Regions from separate parts of the Mus musculus genome. Here region 1 is linked to region 2. The links are chromatin contacts, called in public Hi-C maps. All regions are on one chromosome and are shown on one strand. Each heading gives the region's core, a stretch centred on a gene start, on an enhancer-like site or on the middle of the called end of the contact. The rest is flanking DNA. Distances are from core to core; before and after follow the strand shown. Region 1 overlaps Inpp5f (inositol polyphosphate-5-phosphatase F). Region 2 holds the start of Inpp5f (inositol polyphosphate-5-phosphatase F).

What was found. Hi-C and Micro-C count contacts between places; a contact is called where the count stands out from the background.
Region 1: a contact with region 2 is called in a Hi-C map of muscle stem cells, with 2.7 times the contacts expected there. The contact joins the enhancer-like site here to the promoter of Inpp5f in region 2. A contact is called at or near these places in 20 of 39 promoter capture datasets (the 3T3-L1 cell line, 3T3-L1-derived adipocytes, the C10 cell line and 12 more), 1 of 15 datasets of contacts at CTCF or cohesin (large pre-B cells), 41 of 484 Hi-C or Micro-C datasets (the BV-2 cell line, the C2C12 cell line, CD4 T cells and 27 more), 21 of 115 datasets of contacts at active chromatin or transcription factors (the 230-238 cell line, the HPC-7 cell line, T-cell acute lymphoblastic leukemia and 14 more) and 5 of 9 other capture datasets (adipose tissue, bone marrow-derived macrophages, liver and 2 more).

Annotation. Positions count from the first base shown.
Region 1 is chr7:128,671,057-128,674,386 of GRCm38.p6, forward strand. All of the region lies in intron 9 of Inpp5f (inositol polyphosphate-5-phosphatase F), which reads left to right. Among named protein-coding and RNA genes, the nearest start is that of Inpp5f, 61 kb to the left of the region's middle. Within about 2 kb of position 1,580, at least 186 of the 459 cell types and tissues checked have an H3K27ac peak or open chromatin away from gene starts, as enhancers often do. A contact at or near this core is called in the 230-238 cell line, the BV-2 cell line, the C2C12 cell line and 32 more, where this site is marked.
Region 2 is chr7:128,609,732-128,612,994 of GRCm38.p6, forward strand. It overlaps Inpp5f (inositol polyphosphate-5-phosphatase F), which reads left to right and starts at 1,634. Exons shown (of 20, transcript NM_178641.5): 1 at 1,634-1,960. The coding sequence starts at 1,864.

The sequences.
Region 1 (3,330 bases), core at 330-2,829, 61 kb after region 2:
TGGAGGGATGTCTCAGCGATTAAGAGTATGTACGGCTCTGCAGAGGATCTGGGTTTGGTCCCAGCACCCACTCACACAAAGAGAAGAGAAGAGAAGAGAAGAGAAGAGAAGAGAAGAGAAGAGAAGAGAAGAGAAGAGAAGAGAAGAGAAGAGAAGAGAAGAGGTGACATGACATGTGTCTTCAGTCCCAGCACTCTGAGCCAGGGGCAGGAGGATCTCTGTGAGTTCGAGGCCCTGAATGTGTAATCTCAGGGCTCTTAAGGAGAGCTTGGACGTGGAGAAAGGAGAATCCTAGAGCTCTGTAGGCCAGCTTGCTGTAACCAATACAGACACTGCCCCAAACAGGATGGAAGACAAAGGCCTACATCTAAGGTTGACCTCTGACCTCTGCACATGTGCTATGCTGTGTATTCACCACACAAAGATACATACATGTACAAAACAACAACGCTAACCATAATGGAAAGGGACTAACTTGATTTTTACTTTACGATTTTTTACTATTTGTTATTTCTGGTTATGCACAATTGAAACGCATGCATAAAATAAATACTTTTTAAAAAGGCATTATGAAGAGAATGAAAGGTAATTCAGAGATTAGGGGAGGCTGGAGAGTTAAGAGCTCTTGTAGAGGACCCAGGTTCCAACCCTAGAATACATATGGTGGCTCACAACCATGAGTAAGTCCACTTCCGGGGAATCTGACACCTCCTTTTGAGCTCTGAGGGCAGCAGGCACACACATGGTACACACAGGTACATGTAGGCAAAACACACATAAAATAAATCTTTAATAGTTAAGATTTGGTCTGTTATCTCGCAGCACATTTAAATGTCTTCTAAACCCATTAAAAAGGATGTACAATACAAAAAAAACTGGACAGAATAATGTAACAGGATTTTATGTACAAGGATATTTTATAAAGTCAAATCCATCAGAGAAGGTGCGTCATCTCATTAATCATCAGGGAAATGCAAATTAAAGCCATGACTCACACACTGGGGAGCTGAGGGGAACCGCTGAGAAGCGTCAAGTCTGGGAAAGGATGCAGAGCAATTAGCACTTAAATCGGCAAACAGGACTCCAAGTGTGCTCAGTCACGGGTGCTTATGCAAGAGCCTCACTGCAGCATCAGAGCCAGCGGCTGCTGAGGGCGGCATGAAGGACTGGATGTGGTCAGGAATGATTTGGTCTTATTCTGCATTGAGTTCCTTAATAATGTGTTGATTCGTGTTGATTCATGCATTATTGATATTCCTAATTGTAAGTAGCATTAGAAAGAATAAGCCATATTTAAATGCAACACAAATTGTTAAAAGGAGCAATACTGAGGTGTGCACGCCAGGAAATAACCTCTTCCCACACTTGTCCCTGCTCCCCGTTGACGCACGTCAATATCTAGAGGCGGGCGCTGAGCAGACACCTCCTGGCCTCCAGCAGGAGCCTGGCAGTGTTCATTTATCTGTGTTATCTGTGTCCTTCTCCTGGGTAATTGCTTTCTGCGATGAGGGGCCCACGGTCAGGGTGACTCATCCGTGTGGCTGCATTGCGCTAGCTCATAATTGGTTTAGGCTGGAGCTGTTTGACAGAAGGTCTGATGTGGGAAAAGCTTCCTGCTCTAATAAAAGATATACCGGAACCCACAGTGCCCCTGAGGCTGCTTTGTCAGGATTTGATGTTAGGGACTTTTGCATCTGTCTCAAGATGGTGAATGAAGCAGTCGGGCGTTTATCCAGTGTGCTGCTGGGGAAGCAATGAGGGAATGGCAGAGGGAAAGGCAGAAAGAACCCGAGTCCTCAGTGGTTTACTGAAGTCACTGCACTCAGCCTTGCGGCTTCCAGGCTTGCCTTGAGATTTGAGTTAGCAATCTATTGTTTGTAGCAAGGTCACCTGACACCCGCACATTCACCATGGGCTGAAGTCACAAAGAGCTGGCAGTGCACATACTGTTCTGCAGTGAAGTCTCTGGCTGTTAGTCTTTTCCCCAGAATTCTTAGGTTAGGCAGTGGTGGCACATGCCTTTAATCCCAACACCTCCGGAGGCAAAGGCTGGCAGAAAAAAGGAAAAGTTCTAAATTGGGAATGATGGTGTGTATCTATAATCCCAGCACTCAGGAGGAGACTATAGAGGTTGTAAAGGGGATTAGTCCAGCCTAGGCTATCCAGTAAATTCAAGGCCTGGGCTATATAAGAACTCAGTTTGAAAAAACAAATTGGTTATAATGGTGCACACCTTTAGTCCAGCACAAAGTGAGTTTGAGGCTGACCTGGCTTACATACCAAGTTCCAGGACAGCCAGGGCTACATAGTGTGACCCTGCCTCAAAAACAAAATAATCCAAAGTGAAGAGCTGGCAAGATGGCCCATCAGGTCAAGCACTTGATGGGCAAGCCTTATCACCCATGTGTACATTTTCATCCCTGGCACCCACGTAAGGGGGCGGGGCGTGAGAGCAGACGCCATAAAGTTCTCTAACTCTGCCCCCTGCACATGCTTATACATGTGCCCCCCACCGAGAGTAAAGACAATTTTAAAAGTCTAAGAATTAGGGAACTTGTTTTTGCAGAATGAATTTGTGAAGGCAAACTTGTTGAATTAAACAGCATATACACTTAAAGTTGATATTTAGCATTCAGAGATACTGCACCAGAAGCACTGAAAATCCTCAGACTTGCCCTGCCCACCCAACACAAGCAGCAGGAAATTAGAAACCGTTTTTAAGGGATCACACAGCTTCTATTCTCAGTAGCAATGGGACCCCGCTGTTGTTTTTCATGTTCACCAATGCTGACTCTGTTCAGTTATTTAAATTTACCCGTCAGTAGGTTAAAACCTCTTTTATATCCTGACATTTGCAATTTACTGTTAGTAGGGACTGTAGCATCTTGCTCACTGGGGTCTTTTGTACCCAGTTTTTTCTTACTCTGTTTATGGTACTCTATAAAGTGTTGATTTTCTGTGGCAAGTACATTCTCATGAGAGTTCCTTGTTTTGTTTTTTTAAACCTTTGCTGATAATGTCACTTGTACACAGATTTAAATTTTTCCTGTTGTCACATCGGAAACATCATCTTTGTCTTCTGGTTTTTATTTTATGCTTGGGAGGTCATGCTTCCACCTACAGCTGTGCAAAAACTACTACTTTTTTTGTGGCTTTTTTTTTTTTTTTAAATAACATTTAGGTCATTGATGTATCTAGAGTTTATTTTGTGTTTCATTAAAGAGATATAGGGAACTCTTTTATAAGTCTCTTTTCCTTGTAGACAGACAGTTGTCGTCCCAGGGCCCCTGATGGTCATCTGTGCTTGCTCACAGCAGTGTGCTTAGCTAC
Region 2 (3,263 bases), core at 384-2,883:
GAGAAAAGCAAGAGAGCGAAAGAGCAAGAGAGAGAGAAAAGCAAGAGAGAGAGAAAAGCAAGAGAGAGAAGCAAGAGAGAGAAGCAAGAGAGCGAAGCAAGAGAGAGAGAGAAAACGAAACCCCGTCCCTCTTAAGGAGCATTCTCCTTCGCCTCGGACGTGTCACTCCCTGATTGGCTGCAGCCCATCGGCCGAGTTGACGTCACGGGGAAGGCAGAGCACAAGTAGTCATAAGATACCCTTGGCACATGCGCAGATTATTTGTTTACCACTTAGAACACAGCTGTCAGCGCCATCTTGTAACGGCGAATGTGGGCGCGGCTCCCAACACAGCAGCACCACCACCAGCAGCACCACCACCAGCAGCAGCAGCACCACCATTTACTTTATATTTATGAACCTGTGCACTACACCCATACAGGAACAGAGGTCAGAAGAGGTGTCTCATCACAGTTGGTTGTGAGCTGCCCTGGAGGTGCTGGGAACTGAACCGGAGGTCCTCTGCAAAAGTAGCAAAGTACTCTTGAGCCACCCAGCTCCGGTGGTTAGGCCTCTTTTTTTTTTTTTTTTTTTTAAAGATTGCTTTAAAGGAAGACAGGAACATACAGAATTGGGAGTCTAAGAGTGTAGTAAAGGTCACGAATTCAATCAGTAGAGACTAAAATTGTCCCAAGATCACACAGAACAAGACAGACCCAAAGTCTGGAGACTGGGAGATAGGTCTAGAACTGGAAGCTTTTTCTCCTAAATCTTTCTGGTTCAGATTGACACCTGGCCATTTTACCATCTCTGAGTGACGTCCCTTTTACTGACTTCCTGTAGGCCGGCTTCTCAGACTTTGCTGTACCTTCTCCTCACTAGCCCAGCTAACTCTAAGTGTGTATTCTGTGGAGACACATCTCCACTAATGTGCATTTACTAAATGATTATTGGTGTCCAGGTTCTAATAGGAAATGCCAAAACAGAGCGGCCTCTGCTCAGCCGAGTGCTAACTTGGGGTAGAACCCTGGAGACAACCATGGCTGTACTTCTGGGCTTGGTTTGGTCTTTGCTCAGACTAGGGGTAAATGTACTCCGAGGAGGAAGGAATGTCAGGTGGATTCGGGGACTTGACCAGACTTTTCTAGGAGCTAATGGAAGGAATGAAGGACTGGCTTGCACATCAGGGAAAGATCAAGAAATGGCTGCATAAAGGGCGTCGAGCCAGTATAACCAGACTTAGGCTCAGGGCCTGCCTGAGGTCGCAGCTGGTAAGGCCGGCGAGTGGGAGAGGCAGAGGAGTAGAGGCTATAGACAGAGAGGGAGGAACTGAAAGAGGTGCGGCGAGAGCTGAAAGGAGAAAGAGGATTGAGACACAGGCTGGGAGAGGGCTGAGCCAGAAACTCGTGGGCGGGACCAGGGCGGGGCCTAGGAGGGCTTTCGGAGAACTACAGAGGGAGGCGGAGTCGGAAGGTCGGAGGAGGAGCCTGAGCAAGGGCGGAGCCTAAGGGAGAGGGGAGGAACTATAGGAGGGAAAGTTGCACGCTGAGGGGAGGAACCTGGGAGGAGGCGGAGTCTAGAGGGAGCCAGGATGAACTGTAGGAGGTGGAGTCTCAGGATAGGGGGCGGAGCCTAGGTACAGGAGTTGTGGGGGGAGGGGGAAAAGGCCTCCCGGGCCTCGGCCGCCCAAGCGTGTTCTTGGCCCGCGGGTCAGGCCCCCGAGTGCTTCCCCACTCTGTTCTTCCGTGGGCTGGGTCCTCGGAGTCTCCTTGAGGCACGGACTCTGGTGGTCTCGGTGGAGGAGGACTCCAGCATCGCTCCAGGGCGGGCCGCTGCCGTGCCTGGGCCGGGGGACCGCCGCCTCCCGGAGCGCGTGGGGCCGGCATGGAGCTCTTTCAGGCTAAGGACCACTACATCCTGCAGCAGGGCGAGCGTGCCCTGTGGTGCAGCCGGCGCGACGGCGGCCTGCAGCTCCGACCGGGTGAGGCGCGCGGCGCGGGCTGGGTGGGGCGCGCGGGCCAGCTGGAGCGCGGGGGGCGCGGCCCGGCCCCTCCGGCCCCGGGATCGCGAGGCTGGGCGGGACGCTTGGGGATGTCAGCGCTAGTCCTGAGGGGAGCGGCCGCCGCTTCGGGGAGTCCTCCTGCCTCAGGGAGGCGGGGAAGGCCGGTCACCCCCTTTAGTGCACCTCTTCCAGTATCTGGGGCCTGGGGTGCGGGGATAGGGTCCCTTATGAACCCCTCGTAGGCCTCCACCTGCAGCGTCTTCTCACGGTCCAGCGTGGGAAGTTCTGGGTTCCAGTCCCATCAGTTCAGTGGAACCTAATGCGGGACACTCCTTCTTGACATCCTTGAGTTGTTCCCGGTCACTTATTAAAGAGTGACTTCAGGACGGTTACCTCACAGGACTTGATCGAAAACTAGTGTATGAATTGCCATTTTCAAGAAGAAGTCGTGTTGGATGTCTGTCACACACAGTTAGGAGAGGTCAAAGTCTCCAGCCATCAGTTTGCTTTAGAAAACTTTGTTTGCAGTTAGTTGGCTTAAATAGTAGCTCCTGTTCTCAGACAGCTGCGGTCAGTTATCGCTCGGAGGAGTTTGGGCAGCTTCTACTTAGTTCTCCAGTGCTTTTTTCCTTCATTGGTCAACACTTTTTTACTTTAGGAAAAGTGAGACTGGAACTCTTGAACGAGCCACGGCATTGGACGTTTTCCTGCGTTCTTTGAGTACATCCAGTAGAATAACTTCAAGGGAGCTTTTTAGGTCATCCTGTTACCTCTTATGGGATGGCTTCTGAGGACAGGTCCTTTCGTGTCTTAGTGCCAATCCCCACAGCAGCCTGAAAGAGTAGGGTCAGGATCTTCTTTCTCAGGTGAGGAGAGAAGTGTGAGATCCCAGAAAGTGGAGCGGTTTGGTGACACTTTTCATCAGTGTCCATTGTGTCCTTACGGAGACCTGCAAAGTTACTCTGCTAGAGCGGTGAAGAACAACTTTTTTTCTTCTTCAGAAATATGGCTCTGGTTGTATTTTCTTGCCGCTGTATTTTATTTCCTCTTTTCAGAATGGAGGCACTACGGTGGCCACAGTAAGACTTTTGGTGACCTTGGAATAGATGATGGGCCACTTTATTCTAATCTGACCACTTTTCCTAGCCTGTCACCCTGCAAGGTGTAAAGCAGGGGGGAATTTAGCTGTAAAAGTCCCGCGGGCCAAATTCCTGGCAGCTGGAATGCATAAATGGAGGGAGCTTGGAGTCCTTCTCAGCTCATCAGACAGGACTTTTCATCT